3 separate regions of the Mus musculus genome follow, and regions 2 and 3 are each linked to region 1. A link is a contact called in public ChIA-PET and promoter capture Hi-C data. All regions are on one chromosome and are shown on one strand. Each heading gives the region's core, a stretch centred on a gene start, on an enhancer-like site or on the middle of the called end of the contact. The rest is flanking DNA. Distances are from core to core; before and after follow the strand shown.

Region 1 (3,338 bases), core at 349-2,848:
TGTGGTTGTTTCAAGACAAGGTTTCTTTGAGTAGCCCTGGATATCCTGGAACTATCTCTGTAGAACAGGATGGCCTCAAACTCTTAGAGATCCACCTGCCTCTGCCTCCCCAGTTCTGGGATTAAAGGTGTGTGCCATCACACCCAGCTTGAAGAGCTTTTCAAGACAGTGTCTCACACATCCTAGGCTGAAGACCATCTTAAGCTCCTGATTCTCCTGCCTCTACACCCCACCCCCAGGGTGCAGGAATTACAGGTGTACACTACTGTATCCAGTTTATCTGGTGCTAGGGATCAAATTGAGAGCTTTGTACATACTAGGCAAGCCCTGGGCTTCACCTCTATCTACCAAGTTTTCATCAAGGAATCTCAAACTGTAGCCCATTATCACAATTTTTGTGATACAGGTTTATCCAGGAGATGAATGAGACTCTTAAGGAGTGACATTTCACTTCACTGGGAGTAAAGCTAGCATCCTCTATCATTGATGGATGATAGATGTTTGTCTTTTAAGACAGGTAGCAAGAGTATTTAACCCACAGGCCAAATATGCTGACGCAGGCTCAAAGGCCTGCACAAATGCCTATGATGGGGTATGACCAGTCCCTTTCTAAGCCCACAATGGCCTCTTCCCCCACTGTCACAACCACAATGGTTTACACAACAAAGGGCTCAGTTAGAAATTTTCCTTCCTATGCAAGTTTCAAGTAGTTCCTTCCCTTCTTGACTCCCTCTCTACAAAAGTAGACATAAAAGGAAACAAAACAGTTTTTTTTTTTGATTATCAGTCATTCAACAAACATCCACACTAGGTTCTTGGTAATTAGAACGTAAGACTAAGGAGAAGTGGTATGTGTTGAAACACAGCCGGAAATGTATCCGCTGCGCTCCCTGGTGCAGCTCCTTCACCTCTCTGGATCCTGGTAGCCTGTCTGCCAAACAACCCTCACAGCATCGATGGATTTAGTCCTTCATCCATGCATCCCTAACTATTCCTCCTGCCTACCTCTGCTCTTTTTCTTTTGGAATCCTTTATCCTTCCCTAATGCCCTTTGCCTCTCCTCACCTAGCTCCTTCCTATTCCCTGACCTTTCTCTCCACTCACAGATCCAAAAGATCCCCCTCCCCTTTTGATACCCGCTACTGACTTCCACTAGCACTGCACACACCTGATGGATAGACCTGCATCCAGGTAAAACACCCACACACTCAATGATTCCCTTTTTTCAAAGAAATGCCAAGAGTTTGTCCAGCAAGGTGACTCAATTGGTAGAGGTGCTTGCCATTAAACACCGACCACCTGAGTTCAAGTCTCGGTATCCACATTCCCTAAAACCTTTGATCTCTCCCCACCTACTCCTTCCTATGACCTTCCTCTCCATTCATAGATCCAAGAGATCCCCTCCTTTCCAATCTGAGGACCCCCTTCTCCCCACCCTGAGGATCCCCCAAGACCCCGCCGACATACCTGTGACCAGAAGAGCTTTAAGAGTCATGACTTAAAGGAACAAGGCCCTGAAAGAAGTGTGAACTGTGGTATTTCAGGCACCACAGACACTTTGAGGAAGCCACCAAGGCCAGGAGGGAGGGGTAAAAACAGAGAAGTATGAGGAAAAAGCTATGAGAGACTCAAAGAAAGAGGGCGGAGGCTCTACAAGCACCCAGCCCTCTGTAGCCTTCCTCCGGGAGAAAACAGTCCCTGATGCCGTTTCCTGGCCCGAACCATCAGGGTTACACCCAAAGGTGCCATCTGACACCCGTCTACCTCTGGGATAGCTCAAATATTATGGAAAAAAAAAAAAAAAGCTAAGTAGTAGGCTCAGTGTTTCGGATCAGGCTGGTCTCCCAGGGGACCCACATCTTGCTCCCAGTACCCACATGGAGGCTCAGAAACTGTCTATAACTCCAGTCCCAGGGCATCTGGTGCTCCCTTCAGCACTCATGCACAGACAAACATGCAGGGAAAACACCCACATACATACGGCATAACAAATCTCTTCAAAAAGAAAAAACAGCCAAGAGTTGGTCCAGCTAGGTGACTCAGTTGGTAAAGGTGTTTGCCACTAAGCGCTGACCACCTGTGTCCAATCCCCAGTTTCCATACGGTTGAAGAAAAGAACCAGCTCCTCCCAGCTCTCCTCTGATCTCTCCATCCACGCCATGGTACATGCGCACACATACCCAAAGAGGAAAGAAACCATCGGCGTCTAGCCATAGTGTGGTGCTCTATATAATTCATGAAAGTATTTTGAAAACAGAACTTGATGTTATTATACACAGTGGAACTGAAGGATGTATTGGGAGATATTTAACCATTCCTGCCTTGCTGCATGTGGAGTCTACTCGAAGTTCTTGTTCTTAAAAAACAGTGGTTTCTCGTACTTACCTGGCAGGGGAGACACTATGATCAGGAAGGTAGTTTTCCCAAGCGAGGCACACCCATTGCACTTGGAATGTGCTGACCCGTGATTTTCCCAAATCTAGGATACTCGACTACGTGACTTATGGTATGGGGCACTGTGTACATTTCCCTTGGCTGAGAAAAAAAGTGGTTTCTTTACTCTCTGGGTTGTGTTTTGTTTTGTTTTGTTTTGTTTTTGTCTTGTTTACATCTACTTATTTATTTGGTGCGTGTGTGTGTGTGTGTGTGTGTGTGTGTGTGTGTGTGTGTGTGAATGCTTGTGGGTTTCAACTGTGTAAGTATGAAGGTCAGAGCACAGCTTGCTGGAGTCAGTTTTCTTCTTCCACCATGCAGGTCTCAGGGATCAAGGTCAGGTCCTCAGGCTTGGTGACAAAGCACCTTTACCTGCCACCTCGTGGACCTTGTTCTCTACATTATCAATGTGTTGTCCAAGCTGATCTTGAGCTCACTGACTCAGTCATCCTCCTGCCTCAACCTCCCCAGCCATAGACCTACAGGCATGCACCCAGGCCTGGCTTCCTTCTCTTCATCTTGACACATTTTCTATTGTTCCTAGTTATATTTTACAATAGTCGACGGAAGTAGATGTTTACCTGCTGGAAAATAGATAAATAAAATTCTATATACTTTGTTTCAAAGTTATTACATGCACACTCAGACACACACACATGTGGGGCAAGTGGAACCATGCCACCAGACAGAAGAACTGGTAAGACTGAGTTCAAATCCTTGAATCTCCAGAACCCATGTGAATTGTAGGAGTGGGCTCAACTCCCTGCCTAATTCTACCTGCTCTGGAACGCATAACCATGACACCCCACTGAGAGCCATGGTAGCCAGTCATACAGCATAAAAACCCTGGAGTTCTCCATGCTAATGAGGAATCTACATAGGCCCCAGTGTTCAGCCAATGAGCT
Region 2 (3,339 bases), core at 625-3,124, 140 kb before region 1:
TTTCTTCAGTAGCCATAATGGAACTAAATAGGGAGGAGATTAGAGGAAACTGTGTATGGAGGTGGGGTGACAGGAAATTTTAAAGTCACATTTCCACAGCAGTCCCAAAATCCAACAGGACAAAAATGACTATGGGAAGAATTCATTACAGAAAGAGGAACCTGGGTAGATGGAACTATTCCATTTCTATGACATTTATTTACTTGTGGGGCCTGGAAGCATGAATATCTTTTACCTTGTGGGTCTTAGGGATCAAACACAGTTTGTCAGGCTTACCAGCAAGCACCCTTACCTACTGAGCCATCTTACTAGCCCAAGTTTAAAGTAAATGAGAGGTATAGGTGTAGAGCCCTTATTACTTTCCTTTTATAAGTGGATTAGATACATCAAACTTTGCTCAGAGCTAGAGGCATCCTGTTAGACTGTAAACCTGAGTACAGTACAATCCACACCTAGACCATAGCACTTATGGAACGAATGCAGAAGGGTCATGAGTTCAATTCCAGCCTAGCCTACATCGTGAGAGCCTATCACAGAGAGAAAGAACAGAAAGTCCTGTGGCTGAGAATATAGCTTGGGCTACAGAGCTCCGGCTCTTACAATCTTCTCTCCCCCTTTGCCTTTAAGCTTCTTGGGTTGGCTAGATGTATCAGTGGGCAAAGGTGCTCACTATACAAGCCTGGTGGCCTGCTCTCGGCTCCCAGGAGAGTATGCATCATAAAGTTGTCCTCTGAGCGCCACATCCGTGTCACATATGAGCACACACCAATACCAAGTGAAACACAGCAACAACCGAGCCTGAGCTCAGTGGGGGAACATTTAATTAGCATGCACACAGCCCTGGGATTCAATTCCCAGATAATTTTTTAAATGGGCACCTAACTAGTTTTAAGCATATTACTTGTCTACTCTGTGCTAGCTATTGAGAACAGAATATTAAATGAAGTCATTCCGTGCCACTGTGAAAAAATGGTGCATATTTATTTAGATAGACAGTCCAGAGTTGCCCAGGATAGCTTTAGTACATATTTATTTAGATAGACAGTCCAGGGCTGGCAAGATGGCTCAGTGGTTAAGAGCACTGACTGCTCTTCCAAAGGTCCTGAGTTCAAATCTCAGCAACCACATGGTGGCTCACAACCACCCGTAATGAGATCTGATGCCCTCTTCTGGTGCTAGAAGTCAGCTACAGTGTACTTATGTATAATAATAAATGAAGCTTTGGGCTGGAGCAAGCAGGGACTTAGTGATCGGAGTTGACCAGAGCGAGCAAAGGTCCTAAAAATTCAATCCACAACAACCACATGAAGGCTCACAACCATCTGTAGAGCTACTGTATACTCACATATATAAAACAAATAAATCTTTAGATAGACAGTCCAGTGTAGCCCAGGATAGCTTTGACCTTGGTACGTAGTCCAAGATGGCCTTGAACTCCTGACCCTTCTGCCTCCATGTCCCAAGTGCTGGCTGGCATTATAAATAAGTGCACCACACTGAGATTGTGTAGGAATAGGGAAAGAACTCAGGACATTATGGGTACTTGGTAGGCAGACACTGCAGGCAGTCTACCAACTGAGCTACACTCCCACCCCCACCCCACCCCACTGTAAAATTTGTTTTAAAGACAAGATCTTAGGTAGTTCAAGCTGTGATCAAACTCATTAAGTTGATAACAGTGGCCTTGAACTCTGATCCTCCAGCTTACATATTTCAAGTTTGTATCACTTTAAATCTTCTCTTGCCAAAATAAAAGGCACATTGCATCAGCTGCCTGAAGAGGATCTCCTGCCAGTCAAGACCCACTTTAGATAGAGAAAGCCCCTAAAAATAGCCATCCATGTGCGGGCTCAACAGGTGATTGGCTCTGAGAGGGGAGGAGAGCCTCTCGACTGGGTGAAGGAGACAGAGAAGGACAGTGCCATTCCTAGCCTCCCTTTGACAATGGCTCTGCCTCTAAAGGTCCTGAGCCGGAGCATGGCCAGCGCAGCCAAAGGAGACCATGGAGGGGCAGGAGGTAAGTGGGGCCAGGCCTGACTCTGATTTAGTAGCCTAGCCGATCTGTTCTCTTTGCCCGGCTTCCCCCTCCTTCTGTCTCCTGGCTCCTCTCTCCTGATCTACCAGGCACTGATCTTTCAGACCTCTAGGCCCAGGGATAGTTTTTGCCTATGAATCTACTCACACCCCACCTTTGCTCCTCCAGCCAACACCTGGCGCCTCCTGACCTTTGTGCTGGCTCTTCCCGGCGTAGCCCTCTGCTCCCTTAACTGCTGGATGCACGCTGGCCACCACGAGCGCCCAGAGTTCATCCCGTATCACCACCTCCGCATCCGAACCAAGGTACGCCAGAGGATGAGCGAGTGAGAGCATGCAGGGGGATTGCGGGGAGGGACTGTGGTGGGTGACCTGTCTGCCTTCTCTCTGCAGCCCTTCGCCTGGGGGGACGGCAACCACACGCTTTTCCACAATCCCCACGTCAATCCTTTGCCCACCGGTTATGAGCACCCTTGATGTCTCAGCAGACACGCTCTGCCAGCAATCTTCAAATTGGCCTTCTGCACACCGGCTCTGAGAGCCCCTGAGGTTCCAGTGGACAGTTCCAAGCTCAATAAAGGTGTGGAAGTTTTGTGTCCTCTGGCTCTTTGGGAACAGCATGGTGGAAGGGGCTGGGCAGGCTCTTGGGCAGTTGGTATCTGGGTTCCAGTTATTTTTTTTTATATAAGGAAAATGTGATGTTTCCACCTGCATTTTCATTTTATTTTTTAAAAATTTATACAAGCAATACATTGAATATTGAGCATATTACTCAGTCTTGTGTTAGTTCTTATCCATATGTAAATTTATGCTGACCCCATTCCTGCTCTTGCAAAAAAAGTGGATCAGCACTGAAATCTGACACATGGGCAAACCATAAAAATCTCCCAGCTCAGGAGGTAGGGCATCATTTCTGGGAAGTTTCCCAGGCTAGCCCAGAGCTGAAGAGAACTTGTTCCCATGCCAGTAGATTCATAGGCAAAAGCAAAACCAATCTCGTAATTGTGGAGATATACAGGAAAGTAGATTCCTAGGACGTGAGATGTGGAGGAGTCTCATGGTTGGAATCTGCCTGGCCGGCTGGGTCAGGATCTGCAGATGGTAGATCCAGCATCTCTTTATACTGACGTTTGAAGAAGCCAAGCTATAAAATGTAGTAAAGTCAGAAAAACTGGGTAAGAGGGAAGTTGAAGATGAGAGAACTAAAATAACTTCCAGCTGTGTGTCAGGGCAGCCATGTGAATGGCCCTCACGTACAGAGAAAGGCCATGTGCCAAGCAGTCGTTACACTCTTAGTTGTGGGAG
Region 3 (3,236 bases), core at 362-2,861, 240 kb before region 1:
CCCCCCCGCCCTCCCCCGCCCCCAGTGCCTAATTTAAAAGGCATGATTTTCCTTCCTCTTTCCTCCTGGTAACTGCCAGGATTTCCACCTAACCTGTACTGTTAAACTAATAAACTGTCCTCAAGATTCCTGTGTTGGGCTGGTGAGATGGCTCAGTGGGTAAGAGCACCCGACTGCTCTTCCGAAGGTCCTGAGTTCAAATCCCAGCAACCACATGGTGGCTCACAACCATCCCTAACGAGATCTGACTCCCTCTTCTGGTGTGTCTGAAGACAGCTACAGTATACTTACATATAATAATAAATAAATCTAAAAAAAAAAAAGATTCCTGTGTACTCCTTTTCTAAACTATTTTATTAAAAAAAAAACCAAACTCTCTCTCTTTGTGTGTGTGTGTGTGTGTGTGTGTGTGTGTGTAGGTGCACATCCATGATGGTGTCTGCTCCCTCTTCAAGTTGGAGTTACGTGTGGTTTGAACTACCTAACATGAATGCTGGGAACCCACTGCTGATGTCTTGGAAGAACTGGGAGCATTTAGCTAGTAAGCCTCCAAATCCCCTTATTAAGGAGCCTAAGTTCCCATGGGAACCTCGGTTTCCCCAGTAACAAAGTAACAACAAATGTTGGCAAAGAGCCCCTTACAGAATGTAAACTGCTCCAGCTGCTCTGAAAATCAAAAGGAAAAAAGAACAGACCTGCCTTAGGCTTACAGCTCTACTACCTATAGCTATACACCAAAGGACGCCATGTCCTACCACGGAAATACCTGTACATGTGTGTTTACTGCTGCAGAATTCGGAACAGCTAAGAAATGGAGTCAGTCCGGATCTCTCAGGAGACACATGAGTCACAAAATGTGGAGTTACAGTGAGATTTTATTCAACCATAAAGAAAAGTGAAATAATAACATTTGCAGGAAAATGAGTTTAAAGACTGTTGCAGAAACACAGATGCCCCGTGTTTTCTCTCATATGCAAGTCCTAGATTTGGAATTTTATGTGTGTATGTGTGTGTGTGGGAGGAGGGGCTGGGGTATAAGTCATGAAATTAGAAATGGGACCCTGAGGAGGGAAGAAGGGATCTTAAAGAAATAGGAAGATAGAGATCATGTGACATAAAAGCAGCATTGGGGTGAGGAGGGCTGGGTGGAGTGGGTAAGTGGATGTCTACATAGTAGGAGTCAGGCAAGAGAACAGGGGGAGGCGGGTGGTAAATAGGAACAAAGGGAGCAAAATATGAATCAAAATGCCATAATGAAGCTCATTAAGTCACAAGCTAACTTAAAAAATTTCAAAAACTCTATTGTCCTTGGCCTCACAAACAAAAAAAAGCACTGCGACGGAGAGGGATACTCCAGTTACACAGCTAAAAGTTTGAGATCTGAGTGGAGTCTCCACCACAACTATTTCCCCAGGAAGCCATCTCTCCCTCTTCCGATTGGAGTTCAGAGTCAACGGCCCCTATATTGCTCCTAGGGTCCAAAGAACGATAGGTAGGTCAGGTGCAGTCCTGGGGTGTGCCCCAGGAAGGCAGGACACACAATAATCGGAGTTCCAAGAGAATAAAAGATTAGTGTCCTTCTGTGGCCACCGTAGCCAAACAGGAAATGTAGTTCGCCTAGCTTTTTGCCGCGTTGGACCGACTCGCTGAACTTGAGGATGGCTGACGCTGCGAGCCTACGGGCGCCGCTGTGCACGGAGCAGTTCGGCTCCGGAGCCCCGCGCGGCTGCAGCGCTGCCGCCGATGGGAGCCTGCAGTGGGACGGGGCTCGGCGCTGGGGCTGGCTCTCCCGGGCCCCGATAGCGAAACCTGGGCAGCACGCGGGTGGAGGCGGGGGACCCTGGGCAGCACTGACCGCTCTTTCGGGCCTCAGATCCGTGCTGCTGCCTCAGGGCTTCCCAGATAGCGTCAGCCCGGATTACCTGCCATACCAGCTGTGGGATTCCGTGCAGGTCCGGCTGGCCGATTGCCGTGGGGGGGGGGCGGTTTATAGCTGGGGACCCGGGGAATAGGCCCCTGCAATCTGCATGTGCACATTGGAAGGCTAGGGTGCATTGCATAGTCCTGACAGTTTTCCAGGTCCCACAGAACCAGTGAGAGCTGGTATAGCACAGTAGGCTCCGTGCTCCTGCCACCTCTCCTCATTCCACTTCTTTTCTCTCCAGGCCTTTGCTTCCAGCCTCTCCGGCTCTCTAGCCACCCAAGCAGTATTGCAGGGCTTAGGGGTAGGCAACGCAAAAGCCTCCGTTTCAGCTGCCACGTCCACCTGGCTCGTGAAAGGTGAGCTGGAACCTGGGAGCCTTACCTGTTGATCTCATCCCTGCTTCCTGTCTCTGGCCTCTTTTTCCTTTACTGCAAACCCTAGCCTTGCTGTTTTGAACTGTTCTGACCTCTAACAGTGGTTCTCGTGTGCGTGTGTGTGTTTGTGCGCGTGCGCATATACACATTTATGGTCTGCAGCCTGATTAGTACACAGAAGCTGTGAATCTTTGCCCACAGCTGGAATGCCCTCATCAGTGAATCAGCCTAAGTGGCTCACCTTGTTACCCATGCAAACTTCAGAATCCCGAAATCATCCGGGATCCTCCTTAAATTACCTTTAATCTTACTTTATGCAGGATTGCATAGACATGCAGTTTATTACGTAAAAAAAACCCGCCAGCTTCCCGGGATGGTGAAAGTTGGGTACTTCCAGTGGGCAAAGGGGCATGTGGCTGGTCCTAAATTGGTAGTTAAGGAAATGCTAAAATGCACTCTGACCCCTCTGGGGTACCTGACTGTGCTGCAGTAAGATTATAGTAACCGTGTGCTGAGAGTATACAGCCTTCTGAAAAAAGTCACTAAGAAAATCAAAGATAATCTAGTATTATGCCTGCCACCTGGTGAGGGAAGCAGACCAAAGGGAACTCAACACTTGTTTCACGTTTAGGAGGGTCCTTGGCTCAGTCTTCTGGCCTCTGTCTTTCCCTGTTATCCCCAGTGGTATTTAAATGAACCTTAGGGGCGGGGCAAGGACATCCTGTTCTATCCTAGACCTCACCACATCTTGGGTAAGCCTCCCTGGACTCTAGGTCAGGAGGCTTCTGTTTATGCTCATCTGTTAGAACCCAGCACATTGTAACTAAGTATCACCCCTTGAAAGGGCATGTCAGAGCAGAGGTGACCGAGGGCTTCTTGGCCACAGTGTCTCATCTTTTAAGGATGCCAACCTCCACCACTACCACCACCACCGCCAC

Evidence for each region. ChIA-PET counts read pairs in DNA pulled down with a chosen protein or histone mark. Capture Hi-C pulls out chosen DNA fragments and counts their contacts.
Region 2: a contact with region 1 is called in a promoter capture Hi-C map of adipose tissue. The contact joins the promoter of Cox6a2 here to the promoter of Itgam in region 1. A contact is called at or near these places in 26 of 39 promoter capture datasets (the 3T3-L1 cell line, 3T3-L1-derived adipocytes, the C10 cell line and 15 more), 2 of 15 datasets of contacts at CTCF or cohesin (CD8 T cells and the NIH/3T3 cell line), 8 of 484 Hi-C or Micro-C datasets (bone marrow-derived macrophages, embryonic stem cells, liver and 1 more), 8 of 115 datasets of contacts at active chromatin or transcription factors (the HPC-7 cell line, cardiomyocytes, effector CD8 T cells and 5 more) and 5 of 9 other capture datasets (adipose tissue, bone marrow-derived macrophages, liver and 2 more).
Region 3: an RNA polymerase II ChIA-PET map of memory CD8 T cells shows a contact between it and region 1, with 19 read pairs. The contact joins the promoter of Rusf1 here to the promoter of Itgam in region 1. A contact is called at or near these places in 2 of 39 promoter capture datasets (the C10 cell line and embryonic stem cells) and 3 of 115 datasets of contacts at active chromatin or transcription factors (embryonic stem cells and memory CD8 T cells).

Annotation. Positions count from the first base shown.
Region 1 is chr7:128,060,900-128,064,237 of GRCm38.p6, reverse strand. It overlaps Itgam (integrin alpha M), which reads right to left and starts at 1,598. Exons shown (of 30, transcript NM_001082960.1): 1 at 1,468-1,598. The coding sequence starts at 1,495. It also overlaps the pseudogene Gm22809.
Region 2 is chr7:128,204,901-128,208,239 of GRCm38.p6, reverse strand. It overlaps Cox6a2 (cytochrome c oxidase subunit 6A2), which reads left to right and starts at 1,874. Exons shown (of 3, transcript NM_009943.2): 1 at 1,874-2,017; 2 at 2,204-2,340; 3 at 2,428-2,805. The coding sequence starts at 1,945. The coding sequence ends at 2,511. It overlaps Itgad (integrin, alpha D), which reads right to left. Exons shown (of 31, transcript NM_001029872.3): 31 at 2,736-3,178. The coding sequence ends at 3,065.
Region 3 is chr7:128,296,506-128,299,741 of GRCm38.p6, reverse strand. Rusf1 (RUS family member 1) reads left to right here and starts at 1,611. Exons shown (of 13, transcript NM_145590.2): 1 at 1,611-1,952; 2 at 2,166-2,280. The coding sequence starts at 1,659.